Regions from separate parts of the Sus scrofa genome. Here region 2 is linked to region 1. Evidence: chromatin contacts called from public Hi-C data. All regions are on one chromosome and are shown on one strand. The core of a region is the stretch at or near the end of the contact, and the rest is flanking DNA. Distances in the headings are between cores, read along the strand shown.

The links. A called contact is a pair of places that touch in the nucleus more often than the background predicts.
Region 2: a Hi-C map of fetal skeletal muscle shows a contact between it and region 1, with 2.9 times the contacts expected there. The contact joins two enhancer-like sites. A contact is called at or near these places in 6 of 47 Hi-C or Micro-C datasets (brain, embryonic fibroblasts, fetal skeletal muscle and 3 more) and 1 of 2 datasets of contacts at active chromatin or transcription factors (skeletal muscle).

What each region holds. Positions count from the first base shown.
Region 1 is chr1:104,831,171-104,834,073 of Sscrofa11.1, reverse strand. The region is part of intron 8 of TCF4 (transcription factor 4); the gene reads left to right. Among named protein-coding and RNA genes, the nearest start is that of TCF4, 250 kb to the left of the region's middle. Within about 2 kb of position 1,368, at least 18 of the 83 cell types and tissues checked have an H3K27ac peak or open chromatin away from gene starts, as enhancers often do. A contact at or near this core is called in fetal skeletal muscle, where this site is marked.
Region 2 is chr1:105,319,631-105,322,615 of Sscrofa11.1, reverse strand. No RefSeq gene overlaps it. Among named protein-coding and RNA genes, the nearest start is that of TCF4, 240 kb to the right of the region's middle. Within about 2 kb of position 1,390, at least 6 of the 83 cell types and tissues checked have an H3K27ac peak or open chromatin away from gene starts, as enhancers often do. A contact at or near this core is called in fetal skeletal muscle, where this site is marked.

The DNA.
Region 1 (2,903 bases), core at 119-2,618:
TTTCACTTTTTGACCTAGGAGCATCTGTTAGAATTTTTTTTTTTAATACTACTTTGGCATTCTGAAAGTGTTAATGTCTCTCCTATCTGTTTAATGCTATTTAGGGATATTTATGATCACCTCTTGGTTACTCAGGGTAAAGTGTGTCGCAATTTTTTTTAAACAGACAGGAAAGCATTCACATGAGGAAACAGATTGCTTTAAACATGTGCTTCCTGTGACAGTAAAAAGAACAAATTAGATTTAACACTGTGTAATGAATGCATGAATGTGTATATTTAAGCTTTTCAAAGCTTTATGTTCAGTTCTGGTCACAAGTAAAATTGAGTCACCTGTAAAAATTAAAGATGCCTCGGTTATTCTCAGATTCCTGAAATGTCTGGGAATTGAGCTTCTCACCTGAGGCTGCCTCACTGGAATCATGAAGAGTAGGCTCTGTTAATGCTGGAGAGGAGAACGTTACTGGCACATTCAGGGGTTAAAGCAGGTTAGAGTCAGATTCTGTGCCTTTAGCGAAGAAAGCAGATTTGTTGGATGTCGTGGGGTGGGGGTGGGGGGAGCAGCAAGGCAGCATTTTCTTGCTGTCTTCCTCCCTCTCTGAGAATCAGTGAAAATAACCTATTCTTCTGCACTCCAAATTGTCCTCTTAGATGAAAGAAAAAAGAAGAGAATCTGAGGTTGACTTCATAGCATCTACTAAGATTTAATTACATAAGAAAAGGAGTCCTTTTCTTATGTAATTCACTTTGGGCTCCTGTAGGCTGCCTGGCAGGGAGTGAATAGAATATAGGTTCATATTTCCAGTTAGACACAAGGATTGAATTGGAGGGCATGAATCCTCTCCCCCAGAAGAGGCTCTCCTTGCCATTTCTGGCTGAGCCCCGTGGATGGTGCGTTTCCTTCCCCTGTGCTTTTCAAAGCTGAGGATTTGTGGCAGTCTCGCCACCTCTCTGGCCAAGGAAGGCCAGGACAGAGTCCCTCGGGGGAGGGCACAGAGTTCAGGGACATCTGACACTCTTGTGTCGCATACTGAGGTACTAATATCAAAACAGACTGCTTGTCCCCGCACGGTAGGGCAGTGCTTTTTTTGGCTGCCGTGGTCGAAACGAAATGGGCAAGCTGTAGCCCGCTTGGCATCAGAAGGGGCTAAGGGAAGCTGGGAGATCAGAGTCAGACTGTGAATAAAAGTAACAGCCAATGGTTAACTTCCTTTTTGTGTGTCACTTGGCAGCGATGAGACTGATGGCGAGTTTTTTTTTTTTTTTTTTAAACGTGGGTGAGAGTTCAGTGCCCTAGGAAGAGCCGTAGATGCTGTCATTGTGCTTCCTTATACAGTTGACTTGCGTTGATTTCTTGAGGCCACTACAGCTGTTCCTAGTGCCAGCTCCGGGAGCTGTATACATGGCCCGTCGGACTTCGGCTGAAAAAGGTAATCAGATGAGAGGTGATCCACACAGAATCTCGCTGCTGATTACTAGGAAGTCACCAGGAAATCAGATTCTCGCAGAAGGCAGTGGTGCCAAAGGATCAGATAGGCACTTGAATGGATGTTCCCTTGTATGCAGACATCCAAAAATCTTTTAAAATTGTACAACTCCACACCCCTCATCTCCCATCAAAGATTCAGATCAGTTTTGGATTATCTGGAAAATGCAGTGCTAACAGAGCTGGGTTGAAGTCAGATGAAATTAACTGCTGCTTTTTGGGAGAGGTTGTGGTTCTTGGGCTAGTCGCATTGTTATTTTTTATTTTTTTATTTTTTTGAAGGGTTCATTGGAAGGGAGTTGGGGAGAATTTCTAACCTCCCTCAAGATTTTCCTCCCATTTCTCTGTTTGCAGAGAGCTAGCTGTTCCCCAAAGGCGAAAAGAGCGAGTTGCCATCTTGAGCAGGGAATTGTGTATTTAGTGTGCACCAAATGGTCTCAAAGTTAGCCTGAAATTTTCAATATATCTAGTTGCTTTCATATCCTATTTATCCCCCCTAACCATTTGTACAAGATATCAGTAGGATGACCAACTTCTGACAACCCTAAAAGCAGGGAAGGAAGCTTAGAAATAGAATACCATTTGTCTGGTAATTAGAGTGTATCTCTTAAGAGTTCGAGAGAATTCTGATTAACCTTTCTGTTCCCACATTCTCACATAAAATTAGCACACCTTTTAAATTATTATCTAGTATTTAAACACACATTTTTGAGCCTTCTTCATGCAACAGGTTCTGGAGACACTAAAAGTGTGTTATAGGTTTCTAAAAAACTTCATTTTTCTTACATTTTAAATGTTCTGTTTGTGCAAAATTTCGAGAATCACCATAAGGGCTTCTTTGCATTTTTAATTTAGTAACTAACATATGAATAAATTTGCATATTAATTAGTTGCAGATTAAATCATGCATACATAATTGCCTCCTTACTGTGTTTAATGTTTGTCAAAATCTCCAGCCTGGTTTGATGGATGTCGTATGAAAGATTACAATTTGATGTACCCTTGGAAGTATTTACACCAATAATGCAAGATTCTTAATAGCAGAATTCTCTAGTTATATACAGTTACTAATAAACATGTAAGATAGGTACATGTCCCTTTGACTAAAATTTTTTTCTTTGCACCAAATCATTTACTATTCATAATCATTAATGCATCTCCTAATTATACAGCATATGTCTGTTAACCCTTTCACTGCTGGTCTTCAAGTGGTAGTTTCTTTTCTTTCCTTGCCCCCTAAAGAAAGCAGATTATTTGATAGGATTCAGAAATAACCGCATTGCCTTTTACCTGTTTCTCTTCTAGTATGTGGACACACCTCCTTTGCCTTTTACTTGAAGGTACAGCTGAGAATTATATGATCACTTTATATTTTCCATTTAAAGATCAAGAAATGACCCATGTGCCCACACTTTGTA
Region 2 (2,985 bases), core at 141-2,640, 490 kb before region 1:
TCTTAAAAAGAAACTGCCCCACTGCACATCCATGGAATCCTGCATCAATGATGCTTAGCTCTGCGTGACAATCTGGATGAAGCCCCATCAAGTACGAAATACATGAAGTAGGAACAAGTACATTCTATAGTTAAGCTGAAGAGTAGCTTCCCAAAGTAGAAATGATCTATCAGCTCTGAGTACACAGCAGACTATGGCAAAATCCTGGGACTGTGGTATCAAGATTAATAATGGGTCTGGCTATAAGCACCTTTATTCTGATATCGCCCTACCTGGCCAACCCATTCCTGAAGTTGACACAGCAATCATATTTCAAGCCTAGAACACAAAGACACATCCATGTGTGTGTTTGTGTATATAGGTTCATGTACATAGATATGCATAGGTTTGTAAACACACAATGTATGTTTATGAGAGCATTTGAATATTATATGCATTTCTTTTAAACAATAATGCCCTGGCACAAGGTACTTCCTAGGGTTTGTTGACTGGCTAGTAGCAGATGATGGGCTTTGCACCATTAATTCCAGGATTTTGTTAATCTCTATGACATGTCCTTCCCTGAGATTTTCACTACCATTATTAAAAAAAAAAAAGAAAAAAGAAAAGTAAAATGCAACCTCTTCAAGCCCAAAGGGCACAGATTAGTTTTATGGCAAGTACAGTTTCAAATGAGACCCTTCCAACTCTCTTGATGGCTTTTTCCAATAAAATGGTGTGAATTCCCTCTCAGGAGATGAATCAATTTATAATTATTGTTACTATATATTTTGTTTAAACTGCTATAAATCAACCTAGTCAGCAAGGCCATATTTGCAAAAGTTATCCTCTTCTCTGTTTTTCTTCCCAAGTTTCAAAACCAAAGAAATGGAACATGACTGAAAAAAAAAATATTCCATGCTGCAATTTTTTCTAATTGCTATACAGGCAAAACAGGTGCTGAAATGTGAAACCCTTTGGAGGAATTTTCTCCATATAACAAATAAGGGCTCACACTAACCTAACGTGAAGCTGGCTTTAACGTGGAATACTGTACAAAAGCTGTGCCTATTGACATAAGATCTGTAGATGACTGTCCCAAAAAGACAAAAAAAAAAAAAAAAGTATACTGTCACTTTAAGAAAAAATAAACTAAAATATGAACTACCAAAAACCCTGCCATTTCCAGCCTGGGCTTGATTAATGATTTTTCTATCTAATAAAAGGTTCACAAACCATCTGTTTTTCTCCCTAATGCCTTGCCCAAAGGTTTTTCGTTCCTATTTCAGGCTCGGGGCCAAATGACATTCCACTCTCTTTTTTTTTTCCCAGCCTTGTAAACAAACCCTTCTCTCTTTTTAATCTTCCAGTGCTGTTTCCTACCCATCGTTATGCATATTCATTGCGAGTAAACATTTTTAGTGTCTACACTTAATCTCTTCCACTGGCAATTACTGTTCTATGCTGTTTTGTAATGCAGAAGGGCCAACGCTTTCCGTTCTAATAACAGCTGGGCCGCAGATGGGGCCTGCAGTCATTGTAGAAAATAAAAATTTACAAGATGCCAGTGGAATTTATTTCAGTTTTATGGAGTCACAGGAGGAACCTTTCTGTTATCCGCCTTCAGTGAAATCTGTAGGCACAAGGCAAGCTTTTGACATTTAATCAAAGGGGGGTTCAGGTAGGGTCTGGAACAACGGAGGGAAGAAAGCAGGTGGATCGTATTAGGCAGTGCCATGGTTAATTTAGTTAGAAGTGATTGGCTTAGATGTGTGCAGCCAATATTTGACATCATGTATATATCTTGTTTAGCATCAAGCCTCTAAATCGTTACCACTGGAGAGACAGTGAGCTGTCACTGTGGACCGAACCAGGTGTTTGGTCGGGTTGCTTACTTAGAGGTGCTGATGGAGATGGCACCTTACTCACCAAAGACGGAGCATTTTGTGTGGTTTCTAAAAGTTGATTCATTTTTACTTCCCGGCAACAGTCTCTGAACTCCTGTAAGTGCTTCTTCAGCAGAACCCTGGGGTGTACGAATAGGCTTTGGAAGACGGGCTGCAACTTTGCATTGAACAATGTGGTTTAACTGGGAATTTTCTGTTCTCTAACTCCAGGATGTGAAAACGGATTTATTGGAAAGACTTAAAGGTCCAACGTAGGCTGTTACGCTCTTGTGATGTGGGATTCGAATTATGCCTGGGCCGTACCAGGCAGCCCAAATGCAGTGGTGTCAGCTAACTGTGACTCCCGCAATGGAAAAGAAATTGTCACACGCACACACTCGAAAACGGCAACCCAAGTCAAACACGGGGCTTTTTCGAGAGAAGTATTCGCTAGGGTTCTTGAGCCCATCCTGCTGGATCCCCCACTCTGTACCCCTCCCTTACCCCTAACTTTCTCTCCAACAATGTGAAAAGAGAATCCACCACAGTCACCCAAAAATATCTCTCCATTAATTAAATAAATGAGCGTGGGCTTCCAGACTAGGTGAAGCCCATGCCAAAGGTGCTTAAGATTTTACATTTGGGGCCCTCTCCTACCACACACCTTCAGCTGGTTGCCTAGCAACCAAGAGAGACCCACTGAGCATGCTCACTGAGGAGCCTAATTGCTACCACAATTTACTTTTGTTGTTGTTGTTGTTGTTGTTAGCCCATCAACCAAAACAGGATGTTTTCTTTTAGAAGGACTAGTAGAGTCTGCATGAGTTTGAAAGGCAAGAGAGTGTATTTCAATATCAAAACAATTCATTAAATGCCAATGCCAGGCATGGATGCTGGTACACAGAACAAACATAAAATTTGGAGCAGATTGACATTAAATAATGTATAAATTCCTATTTATTCAGTTGTTTACAGGTTAATTTCTTTTATTCTCTATATCTTTTTTGGTTGTGGCTTTTTTTTTTCCCTAAGAAAGTCATTGAGTGAGGGTGTGTGTGTGAAATTTTATATCATATGATCAAGTATCTTAAGAAACTTGATTAAAGATTTAGATTGATTT